Linked DNA regions of Hordeum vulgare: all the other regions are linked to region 1. Evidence: chromatin contacts called from public Hi-C data. All regions are on one chromosome and are shown on one strand. Each heading gives the region's core, a stretch centred on a gene start, on an enhancer-like site or on the middle of the called end of the contact. The rest is flanking DNA. Distances are from core to core; before and after follow the strand shown. Region 1 holds the start of LOC123439547 (transcription factor NIGTH1-like). Region 2 holds the start of LOC123441505. Region 3 holds the start of LOC123439546.

The links. A called contact is a pair of places that touch in the nucleus more often than the background predicts.
Region 2: a contact with region 1 is called in a Hi-C map of seedling, with 3 times the contacts expected there. The contact joins the promoter of LOC123441505 here to the promoter of LOC123439547 in region 1. A contact is called at or near these places in 4 of 6 Hi-C or Micro-C datasets (leaf and seedling) and 1 of 1 datasets of contacts at active chromatin or transcription factors (embryo).
Region 3: a contact with region 1 is called in a Hi-C map of seedling, with 2.4 times the contacts expected there. The contact joins the promoter of LOC123439546 here to the promoter of LOC123439547 in region 1. A contact is called at or near these places in 2 of 6 Hi-C or Micro-C datasets (leaf and seedling) and 1 of 1 datasets of contacts at active chromatin or transcription factors (embryo).

Annotation. Positions count from the first base shown.
Region 1 is chr3H:71,577,944-71,581,635 of MorexV3_pseudomolecules_assembly, forward strand. It overlaps LOC123439547 (transcription factor NIGTH1-like), which reads right to left and starts at 1,741. Exons shown (of 4, transcript XM_045116250.1): 1 at 1,283-1,741; 2 at 581-1,183; 3 at 369-445; 4 at 1-176. The coding sequence starts at 1,523.
Region 2 is chr3H:71,733,693-71,737,384 of MorexV3_pseudomolecules_assembly, forward strand. LOC123441505 reads right to left here and starts at 2,074. Exons shown (of 12, transcript XM_045117913.1): 1 at 2,008-2,074; 2 at 1,679-1,689; 3 at 1,400-1,441; 4 at 1,242-1,304; 5 at 1,005-1,026; 6 at 826-920; 7 at 431-724. The coding sequence starts at 2,074.
Region 3 is chr3H:71,427,794-71,431,485 of MorexV3_pseudomolecules_assembly, forward strand. It overlaps LOC123439546, which reads right to left and starts at 1,949. Exons shown (of 1, transcript XM_045116249.1): 1 at 1-1,949. The coding sequence starts at 1,656.

The sequences.
Region 1 (3,692 bases), core at 491-2,990:
GCCGCCGTGTAGTGCGCCTGCGTCGCCGGGTGCGCCCCGTAGATGGCGGCCGGTCCCGCCCCCTGCGCCGCGTAGTCCGGCGGCATCCATATGCCCCCGAGAACCACCAGCTGCGGTGCCCCCGCCGGCGGCGCCGACGGTGCCGGCATCGGCCGTCTCGTGTGTAACCTGTACTTCTGCACGCAACACAAACAAAGCAAAATTAGTTAGAAGTTAGGTAGAACACAACTATTGATGTCCCATGTGTTCGTATAGTAATCGATTAATTAACCAGCCTACTCATAATTAAAGCACCTGCATGCACACAATTGCTGGAACGTAGTACGAAGAAAGAAAATGCAAGAGACTGATGATGAGATTATAATTACCTGGAGATGGCTTTTCACCTCATCATTGGTCAATCCATCCACCTTCATCAACTCGCGGATCTGCTTCGGGGTCGCCACTTTAATCAATTTGCAAACAGAAGAAGGAGATTTAGAATCTGTCTTTAGTACACATGTAATTACGATCCAGCCAGTTAATTTCATGCATCTCCAAATAGTTAGATCATTACATATGGACGTCTGTGTGTGTATACCTTGAGCGCCGCCCAGGATTTGGAGGGCATTGACGAAGCGGCGGTGCAGCTCCGGCGACCAGCACCGCCGAGCCTTCCGGTTCGTCTGCGGAGCGGGTGGCACCGACTGCCCTTCCGGCGCCGTCGACGTCGGTGGGGCACCGACGTCTCTCCGCGAGACTACAGTGCCGTTGCTGCCGCCGGCGTCGTGGTACGGCTTTCTGTCAGCCTCCCGGTCCTTCTCCGCGGGCGCGAGCCCGAGCTCCGGCAGCGCCGCGCTCTCCGCCATACAGGCCTTCTCCTTGCTGAACGGGAGGAAAGCACCGCCGCCGCCGTCGAGGGCGCCGAGCATGGGGCTCGTGTCCAGCGGGTGCTCCGAGCGCTCCTTGGGAGTCTGCGGGCCCTTGGCCGCCGCGTCCCCCGTAGCCGGCCCGTTCCACAGCTGCGCCGACACCATCCAGCTCGCCTTCTCTGACGGCGCGTTCCCGGCCGCCTTCTCCGCCTCGTCGATCCCGATGTTCTTCAGCGGTATGAATTCCTCGAGCACCAGCGGCGCCCTCGCCGCCGCAGCGCCATGGCTCCCCATCTGGCACGCTTCCAGCTGCTGCCTGTACGCCTCCATAGCTGCACCCACACATACATTATACAGTCAGGCAGAGCTCCATCGCCTTCTACGTAAGCTCGCATCGCATGCATAGGCAGTTCGGCATGCACGTTCATTACCTTGGTTGAGCAGCTGCATGCAGAGCGGGAGCTCGCGCTTGAAGGCGTCGATCTTGAGCCGCTCGTCGTCGAGGCGGGCCAGGAACTCCTGCAGCTTCTGCGTTGTGGCCTGCTCCGGCGTAAGATGATGGCGGTGGTCCACAACCGGCGACGCCTGCTTCGGGTAGCCGCCGCTGGCAGCCGCCGTGCCGTTGCCGTTGGGCGTGTAGTCTAGGGTTAGGTCAGACGGCGAGGAATCCATGTGTGTGTGTGTGTGTGTGAAGTGGTGAAGCTAGCTATAGTGAGGTGCTAGGGAAGCTCCAGTATATTACTTGGATATCAGGTGTGTGTTTGTGTGTGGATGGGGGATCGGGGGGTGGAATCGGCTTGTTTTTAAGGGTGATTTCTGGGAGGGAAGAGAGAATAAAGTCCGATTTAGAGGGGGTGAAAAGGAAAAGTTCTCTCCCTGTATGTATGTGTGTGTTTGATATACTCCTACTTTGATCTAGGGTACTGTTACTACTGTAGACCAACAGACCTGCAGGCTAGACTAGAGGGATAAAGCCAAGGACATGGTAACTTCTTGCAAAGATCAAAGGATGCAAAAGCTAATCCTCATGCATGCAGGAGGTTTCATGTACTACAAGGTGGTGCAGTAGGATATAGCCGTAGCTAGGCGACCACACAGATGGGGTCATGTGGTTTCTGGTCACTGCACTGTATGTACACCGAGTACCATTTTAACAAAAAGATCAAATGAATGAACCTAGCTAGTTGCTTGTATATGCACATATATGCATGCCACTGAAAGTAGCATATACATCAAATATCTGTGGACATCATGCATGCATGCATGAAAATATGGAAACCTTTGGTTTGTTGGCTATGTCTTGTCATGCTGAAAGTCTGGCCATTCATGCAGCGCCACATGGATGTATTTTCCTTGGTCAATCTTTTCACATGGATGCCTCATTTTTGTGGTAGATTAAACTTTACAATCGGTTTTACGGCAAGGAATCAACCCATCACCCATAGGAAGTTAGCTTAGCCTGGCTGGTTGCTCCTGATTCAAAAGAATTAAAGGCGACCTCCTCAAAGTAGTCCAAAGAGAACCTTGCAAGTCTAAGAAGGAACCAGCAAGGTGTCTTGAAGAATATTTTTACCTTTACCATTAACAATATTGAATGGTTTCAGACGCTCGCACGAAGGGATAATCACCAGATATACCTAGCTAGCCGGATGGGAATCACACCATCCTCTACTACTTGCACTAACAAAAACCAAAAGGAGGCAAGCAAATTCATCATACACCTAATTGATAACATCTAAAGAAAACATATCAATGCACAGATGCTCGCACACAGTGGCAACTTTTGTTTTCTGGGGTTCCGGTGAATGATTCCTGCATGATTAATCAACGGAGAGGAAATGGTAAAAGGGGTACTAAAGCATATACTCCACACACAACTTCAAGCCCTCAAAGATATGCAAAGATTCTTCTCCTCTTTGCTTTGAAAAGGGTGGCGCATCCCTTCACACACAAGCTCCTCTTCTTCATCCATCTTCTTGCTTAATTAGCAGTTTGTATGTGCAAGAACACATGTGTGCATATGCCTCAAGAACTACCACGTACTGGTACTGGCGGTGCACTTTGCATTCGCAAGGGAATATATTAGCATGGCTGAAGCAAGGAATATCTTAGGCTTTGGGGGGTATCAAACATACAGCACACACAAAGAAGGACACAAAGGGAGGAGACATGGAGTGTGCTTTAGAGAGAGAAAGAGGGGCCGGCTGGCCGGGGGTGTGAGTGAGAATCTCCCCTGCTGCTACTACTCCTAGCTTTTTGAGGAAGTGGGCAGGAAGCTAAGAAGATTCCCCTCCTCTCTCGCTCTCTCTCCATACACACAGCTTGTGTGATACTACCAGGGGTAGAGAGAGAGAGAGAGAGAGAGACAGGAGAAAGGTGTGTGTGAGAGTATTTGCATGGTGCATCGAATTCCCTGTGCAATAATTAGGGTTGGTCGCTTTCTTGGGGCAGTCTTCAGGTACAAGACTCCAATCCCTGCCTTTTTCCCGGGATTCTCTATCTGTACGAACATTAGCTAGTATGGTACTGTACTTACGTATACCATGCATGCATCCAGCCTTGAAGACGTACATACATATATATATATATATTCACCGATGAAATACAAACTAAAATTCTCCATTCGAACCATATTACTTCTCGTTTAAACGAATCTATCTAAGATGAATTTTAACGCTAAATCATCCATTTTAGCGGCAAATAATATGGATATAAGACTAAGAAGAGGGTATATTTTTCTTAGCGGCAAACTGAATTATCTTTTATGCATGCAAGCAAAGAGTCAGCGTGTTCAGTAAAGGTTCTGGACACATTTTAAATTGATAGTTTGGCGGTCTATTT
Region 2 (3,692 bases), core at 824-3,323, 160 kb after region 1:
AAGACGCTTCCTTCTGAATTTATTCACTTATCTGCTAATATACGAGTGGGGCTCCATGCAAGTGTTTCTCAAGTTACAAAAAATTGTACAACCTATAAAAGTATTTTTGTAACTTGAAACATATGCTGTTTTACTATCTAATGTCTGACAGCCTTCCATGTGTTGATCTGCAGACTGGGACAATAGAAATAGCTAGGAAGATCAAAATATCAAAGTATCCGTACAAGTTCTAAAGTAAACCTCATGCTTGCACTTGCCTAGTTTCAGAAATGGGCTAGCAAATAAAAGCTTAACTATATAACTGAAAGGTCTAATCCATTTTTAGTCAACATCTCCTAGGGCTGAATTTGAAATCACTCCAAATAAGAAGAAATTAAACAAAAAATGGAAGGACACTCATGACGAATAGATAGCAATACATAGATATTACCTTGGAAATGTGCACCCCCGGGCTTCTATGAACTCTAAACACTTGATACAAATGAACGCACCAAAGGTTAATGATGTGCAAAGACCACATCACAACATTTGAAGATTGAGAATAATATGAAACACATACCATGTTGGTCACAAGTTTCATGAGATAATAAGAAATACACATAGTGTTGTAACTTAACTCTGCCGTCGTCGACTGGCAAGGCTGAGAAGTAGCTCCCATGCCCCCGCACCTTCCCGACATCATGGAAACCACGTCGACGATGGCGGCAGACGATGGTTCTAAAACCTGTACCATGGATATTCAGGATGTCATAAGCTGGAAGGATCAAAACATAAATATAAGTATTGGGCCCTGAAAATATGTGGTGCTACACCGAAATCACTTACCTTGATCTCTGGACTAATTTCAGAGTAGTGGAGCGCAATGTAATTCCACAACCAGGTGGATGTACCACACCGCTCCCATCCTCTGCCCGAAGGCTCTTCAAATCAAGATTGGATCTCGTCACCAAATCACCGTGGTCTCCGACGAGATTGAGAAAACAGAGTAGCACCCATTGTCTTACTTGCAGAAATATCATCAAATACCTAGCATACAACCACCCGTGCATTTTAACTCTCCTGGTGGGGAGGAAGTAGGACTTTGACGGGGATGTTTCATGTGCGCCATGCTTGGAGTAGAGGAGCAATCACAGGGGTGTGAAAGGTGCCTCTTCTCAAACCACAGAGAGTAGATCAAACAACTGCAGTCTAGCATTTAAGTATACATAATCTAAAATGTAATCGATCTTTCATCTACTCACCACAATGTTGGGGTGTGAAAGGTTCTTGAGGAGCTTCACTTCCTCAAGTTCTCTTATATACGCCTAATCCTAGAAACAAAATCCACAAATCACCTCACATGAAGAAAAACCTCAACGACTAAACTGGCAACCAAAATGGTTGGAGAAGTGCTACTCACTTGGCCTTTCGCCCAGGTCGCGTTGGTGCTCCCGATCAGAACCTGAAACCAAAAATCAAACAAGGGAGAGAAGTTAGTCCGACAAATGACCCCAGGTATCCACACAGCACAAACCAGATCACCAAATCGCAAAAATCCCGGCATCTGTTTTACTGTGAGGAGCTCGCCAGTGTCCAGGTTCATCCCGAAGTAGACCTGCCCCAATCCCGGAACGCGCCGGAGCCGATCTTGTCGGTGATCGATTCGCCTAACGTACTTTTATGTATGTATCTAAATTACCTCGGGGGCCTCTGCGCCATCAGCAGTTGCCAGTTACAGCTTTAGGATATGTATATAAGTTTTTTAGTCTGAACATTACTGTACTCTACTATACTTGACGATGAACTAACAATACTTAACACTGGACAGACAACAAGAACACCTCAAATCAAATACGAATATGACACGAAGAAGACAACAAGAACGGACGGAGAAAGGAGGGAGAAAAGAAATGATATCCTGCACATCTCTCAATTAGTACGTACTTACTCCTGCAAATCAAATCATGCGGCGACAAGTAGCTCACTAATCGAGGGCACACAACAGAGCAAAGAACATAGGTGTCTCACCGTCGGTGAGGACGACGGCGGTGCGCGCCGCCGCGAAGACCAGCAGGAGCAGCATGGCACAACGCATCGTGTCGTCCTTCTTCGTCTCTCCCTCTCTCTCTCTCTCTCTCCTTTAATTTGCCGCTTGGAGCTCCAACTCACTGACCATCAGGTTTGGATGAGATGAACGGAGTAGCACGGCCACACTTTTATAGGCCAGCTCGTCTAAGCGGCCTCTACCCACGTCCCCGTCGGTGGGCATGGGCATCGGCGGCAGCAGGCCGCGCGGCGGCGAGGGGCTCTTCTCGAGATGAGCCCAAGCAGCCCCACCCCCCTCGACTTGTGGAGGCAGGAGATGACCCTCCACAAGAGGTGATGCGGACGCTGATCCCGCCAAAGGGCCCGACGGAGTGCTCCGGGGCGGCGCCGCTGGTGCCGAAGTTGATGAATCGCCGCACGGAGTCGAATAAATCATGGAGTGCGACCCCGCTGCCGCTCGAGGGAGGAAATGGACCCTACCAGCGCCGATGCAGGCCAAGCCTGTTGCGTCCCGCGTTGCCGCCGCCGCCGCCGCCGCCGCCGCAGGTCTGGTTTGCCATGTGTGTAGCAGACGTCTGAATCGGATGTGGGATAGGAGGGGAGGGGCGGTTGAGGGGAGGGGCGGGGCGTGAGGGGCATCGGAAGTTGAGAACGTGGAGAGAGGAGGGATTAGTAGTGTTTCGTTAGCGATTGACGAAGCCAGTTTTGTTAACGACGTATTTAAGCACTTGATGATGTAATTAGACGGTGCAGATCTTAAATTGGATCTGCCCTTTTTATTAGTAGAGATTAGACCCTGTTTGGAACGACCCAAATTATATAATCCAGTTTTTATAATCTATTATGTCTATAAACATAACAGCTTATGGTATAGATTATAAAAACTAGATGGATAGATTATTAAAAACTCATAATCTACTCTATACCAGCTAAAATCAGATTATGGATTGTTAATGACGCATTACCCTTATAAAGTTGAAGATAATTACATTCCTACCATCGCCATCCTTCTCTTTTTTCAAAAAAAAAAACAGAGGACAGACAGGTCATTATGCAATGTAAAACATTTATTACAGTTTATATAATCTGGCCTCCAAACATGTCCATTTAAATTATTTTTATAAACCAGATTATATAATCTATCTTCATAATCCAGATTATCATAATCTATTATGGTTTCAAACAGAGTCTTAGTCTACTTGGTTTTTATCTTGGTCGTGTGACGTTTTCGTTAGCAGAATGGGTTTACTTGCAGGAAACCATCTTATTGAGTGGTGTGTGATTTTCCTGACATGTGCGCAACGTGTCAGCTGGTTTGCTTGGCTTGGTGTTTATATGAAAAAAATTATATATAACTTTTAGAGAGAAAAAAACATTTTTTTCAAGAACCCAAGTTTTTTCCCTATGGACGTTCTTGGCAATTTCTAAGACGTGTCCTCCTGATTTTTTTTTTCAATAACACATAAATAATTGAAATCTTTCATAATTTCACTATATCCGAAAATTGCTTTTCGAGGCCGAGCTGCATTAAGGCCTCCATTTGCCAAATTCATATTTCTACATTTTAAAAAAATATAGATATACAAGGAGGCACGATATACATTGATGCAAATTTTCAGGACAAACTAGGTTGGAATGAGAGTTGTGCAAAAAAAGGGGAGCTTTCC
Region 3 (3,692 bases), core at 699-3,198, 150 kb before region 1:
GCTGGACAGGTCGCGGGCGAGGTCACCCGCCAATCGCGGATAGCTCAGCAGAGACTTGGCTATGGCAGTGCCGAAGTTGAACGGCTCGCTGCGCGTGAGGAACTCGCCGGCTTGCTTCGCCTTGGTATAGTCGTACGCCATGCTCAGCGGTGCGCCGCCCGAGACGCCGAACCGGTTCCACAGCTCCGACGGGTGCACCGCCCGTTTGAACGTCAGCGGCGAGTGGGCTACGCCGCCGCCGCCGTCGATGCGGGTTATTTGACCGACGGCGACGCTTCGGCGGGTGGCGGAGAAGGTCGTCTGCACGTACAGGCACACGCGCGAGTGGCATGCCTTCTTGCCGACGCCGAGGCACCCCACCATGCAGAGCTGGCCGGTGGACGGGCGCCACACGCCCTCGGCGGCCAGTGTCATGCTGCTGAGCCCGCTCCGCTTCGCCGCCGTGTACCGGTGCTCCGACGGCGTAACGGCCCGGAACACCGCCGAGACCTTGGCCGATCTCTCACCAGGAACGGTACTCGGCTCGCACCGGATGTCCTGCATGATGATGCTGACATCCTTGAACCCGCCGTCCGTCGCATCCACCGACTTGTCGGTTTCGAACGGCCCGAGCCGCCGGCAGAACGCGTCGGTGGAGTTGCACTTCCAGTTGGGCATGACGGCGAACACGTCCTCCGACGTGAACAGGTCGAGGATGCCGCACAGCGAGCCGCCTCTGTATATCCCACGGCCGTCGCCGAGGATGTCGTCGCGGTAAGGCTGCGGGCTGCACGCCGTGCTCACGAGCTCCTCCGATCCGAACTTGTAGTTGGAGTAGGCGCCCAGCTGCGAGAGCATCGTGACGGCACCGAAGTAGGCGGCGTCCGACTTGCCGTTTGTGCTCGTGAGCTCGCCGCGCACGGCGCGCGTCGTCAGCGTCAGCGTGTTGGGGTACCGGAGCACGAGCAGGATCTTCTTGTCGTGGGTGATTGGCGGCTGGAAGTTGTTGCGGTCGGTGTTCTTGGCCCAGTCCCACGGGTTGGCGGCGTCTTTGCCGCGCCGCGGGAGCACGGCCTCGCCGACCAGGCATAGCACGGTGTCGCCGTCGCCGGTCTCGGTGTACACGCCCTCGAATAGTATCTTCATCTCAGTGCTCCCGGGCCACACCTTGATCTCCGGCGACACGTAGGGGCCCATCTCAGGGGCGGTGCCGTTGCGGGAGACGGCGATGCCGAGGACGCCGCTGACGTTGAGCGCTGTCTTCCCGCGGAGCGCCACGTCGACGTGGGTGAGCATGAACGTGGCGAGCGGCAGCGGGTCAGCCGGCGCCCCTGCCGCGCCGCTCTCCGGCGCGTCGGTGCCGTCGAACGGCATTAGCGGCGCACCGTCGTCGACGTCCTGCTTCCAGTCGCCCTTGACGAAGGACAGCTCCGGCATGAGTGCGGCGGCGCGGTTGGCGTCGAACTTGAGGTCGGCGGCGGCGGAGAGCACGGACCGGCACTGCCGCTTGACGTCGGCGAAGCGCACGTACTCGTGCGGGATGAAGGGCCCCTGCTGCCGCCCGCCGCCCATGGGATCCATCCTTTGCGCGTCCCGGTGGAACGGATCAAACGACGAAGCCACGGCAAATAGCGGCAGCAAGAACGAGCCGACGAACTGCAGCGTGGTCACCGCCATTGCAGCAACACCGCAAGCTAACACTCACAGCTAGAGTGATCTGGTTACTGACCAGAACATAGAAGTTTCTCCAGCCCCTTTGCGCTGCTCGTGAGTGAGTGTCCAAGAAAGAAGTGATCGGTTCGGCAGGACGGCGCTACCTCCTCCGCTCTAGTACGCCGTGCATGGGAATGGATCTCTGACTAGAATGTGCCAGATCTAGAAGAATACCTGTACCAGATGGGATCGTTTGGATTGTGTCAAATAATAATCCATGGATGCTTCGGTTGCATTATTTTTCTTGATGGGCTTCATGGGATTAGGGGACATATTGTAAGTAGTATTGAGTAGCTTGGGTTTGACTTGGCTAGGAAGCGACCCAGAAACAGAGGTTACAGACTGCCACTGGCCGTGTCATGTGGCCACTGTGATGTTGCGAGAGGTTGGCGGGAGTTGACGAGGGTATGGTGCAGGTGGTGCGTGCGACCGCCGCGGCGGGCATCGCGGCCGTTGCTCGGCAGGATCGCATGTGCCCTCTCGGGAGTCGTGGACACAGAGGTGGAGAAACTTGCACTCCCCTCGTTACTGTTTTTTCAGGCAAAAAAATAAAAATAAATACTAAACACACGGCCTATTACGCGTGGTCATTGCATCTTAGAGCAAGTCTAGTAGAGCCCTCAAATCCTCAAACCCTTAAAAATAACCGTTTTTTTTACAATTTTCGTCGGAAGGAAACGATAGACTAGAACCCCTAAACCCTTAAATCCGTAAAATAATTTAGAGGTCCAACCCTCAAACTTGTTTTGAACCTGTAGAAGTGAGGGTTGGGATTTCTCCTCCCAACCCGCACTCCACTTCCTCTCCAGCGCGGGAGGGATTTTCATCGCGCTCCCGTCTCCAGCCGCCGCCTCCTCGCGCCCCCTCGCCGCCATGGAGGCCCCCGCCGCCGCCGCGCCCCCGCCGGTCGCCGCGCCCGCTGCCGCGCCCACCCCCGCGCCCGCCCCTGCCCGCCCCGTGCCCGCCCCCGCCACCGTCGGGGCCAAGCGGCGGCGGGCAGGCCTGCCACCGCCTCCTCCCGCGTCTGCCCTGGCCCCCGTCCCCGCCCCGGCTTCTGCCCCCGACGCCGCGCCCGCCCTCAAGAAGAGCCGGCCGAAGGCGGCCTCCCGTGGGCCGCGAGGGGCTGCCTCCAAGGTCGCTGGCGAGTCCTCCGCCGTGACCAAGCCGCGGAAGAAGCTCGCGACGCGGAAGAAGCCCGCTGCCACGCCCGCCGAACCTCCTCCCGTCGCGCACGAGGTGTTCCAGGAAATGACAACCCCATCCTCGTTCATGAACCTCCTCCAAGACGCGGAGGTGGACCTCGGGGCTCCGCCTCTAGAACCCTTTAGGGTTGGTGATGACTTGGAGGAAGATGAGGAGGATGAAGGGGATGACGAGGAGGAGGTGGCCGAGATAGGGGAGGAGGCATTCACCGCCGCTTCCCGCCCACACGCGCGGTCGACAAACTACACCGAGGCGGAAGATATCCTCTTGGTTCGTGCTTGGGCAGCTGTGGGGATGGATGCAACCACCGGCACCGACCAAACCGGTAAACGGTATTGGCAAAGGATCGAGGACAACTATTGTAGGATCAAGCCGAAGAATAGTGGGTTCATCTCTCGCACTTACCGGTCGCTCCAAGGCCGGTGGGAGTTGATGAAGCCCGCTTGTGCTTGTTGGAGTGCGGCCATGGACCAAGTGAGGGATGCACCACCTAGTGGAACCGTGGAGAGTGACTATGTGAGTACATATCTCTTCACTATTTTGATTATGTGTGTGTACTATGCTATTGTTGTGTTCTTATGTGATTATGTGTGGTTGATAGGAGACAATTGCCGGCATGAGGTACAAGGAGATGGCCGCTTCCAAGGGCAAGCCATTCCCATTTAAGCATGCTTGGGCAATTCTTCAAACCTTTGACAAGTGGAAGTTGAGGGATCAAGAGACCGCACCCAAGAAGTCGGCAATGCTTAGGATGGATGATAGTGAAGATGAGGAGGGGGAGAGGAACTTGGGCAAGC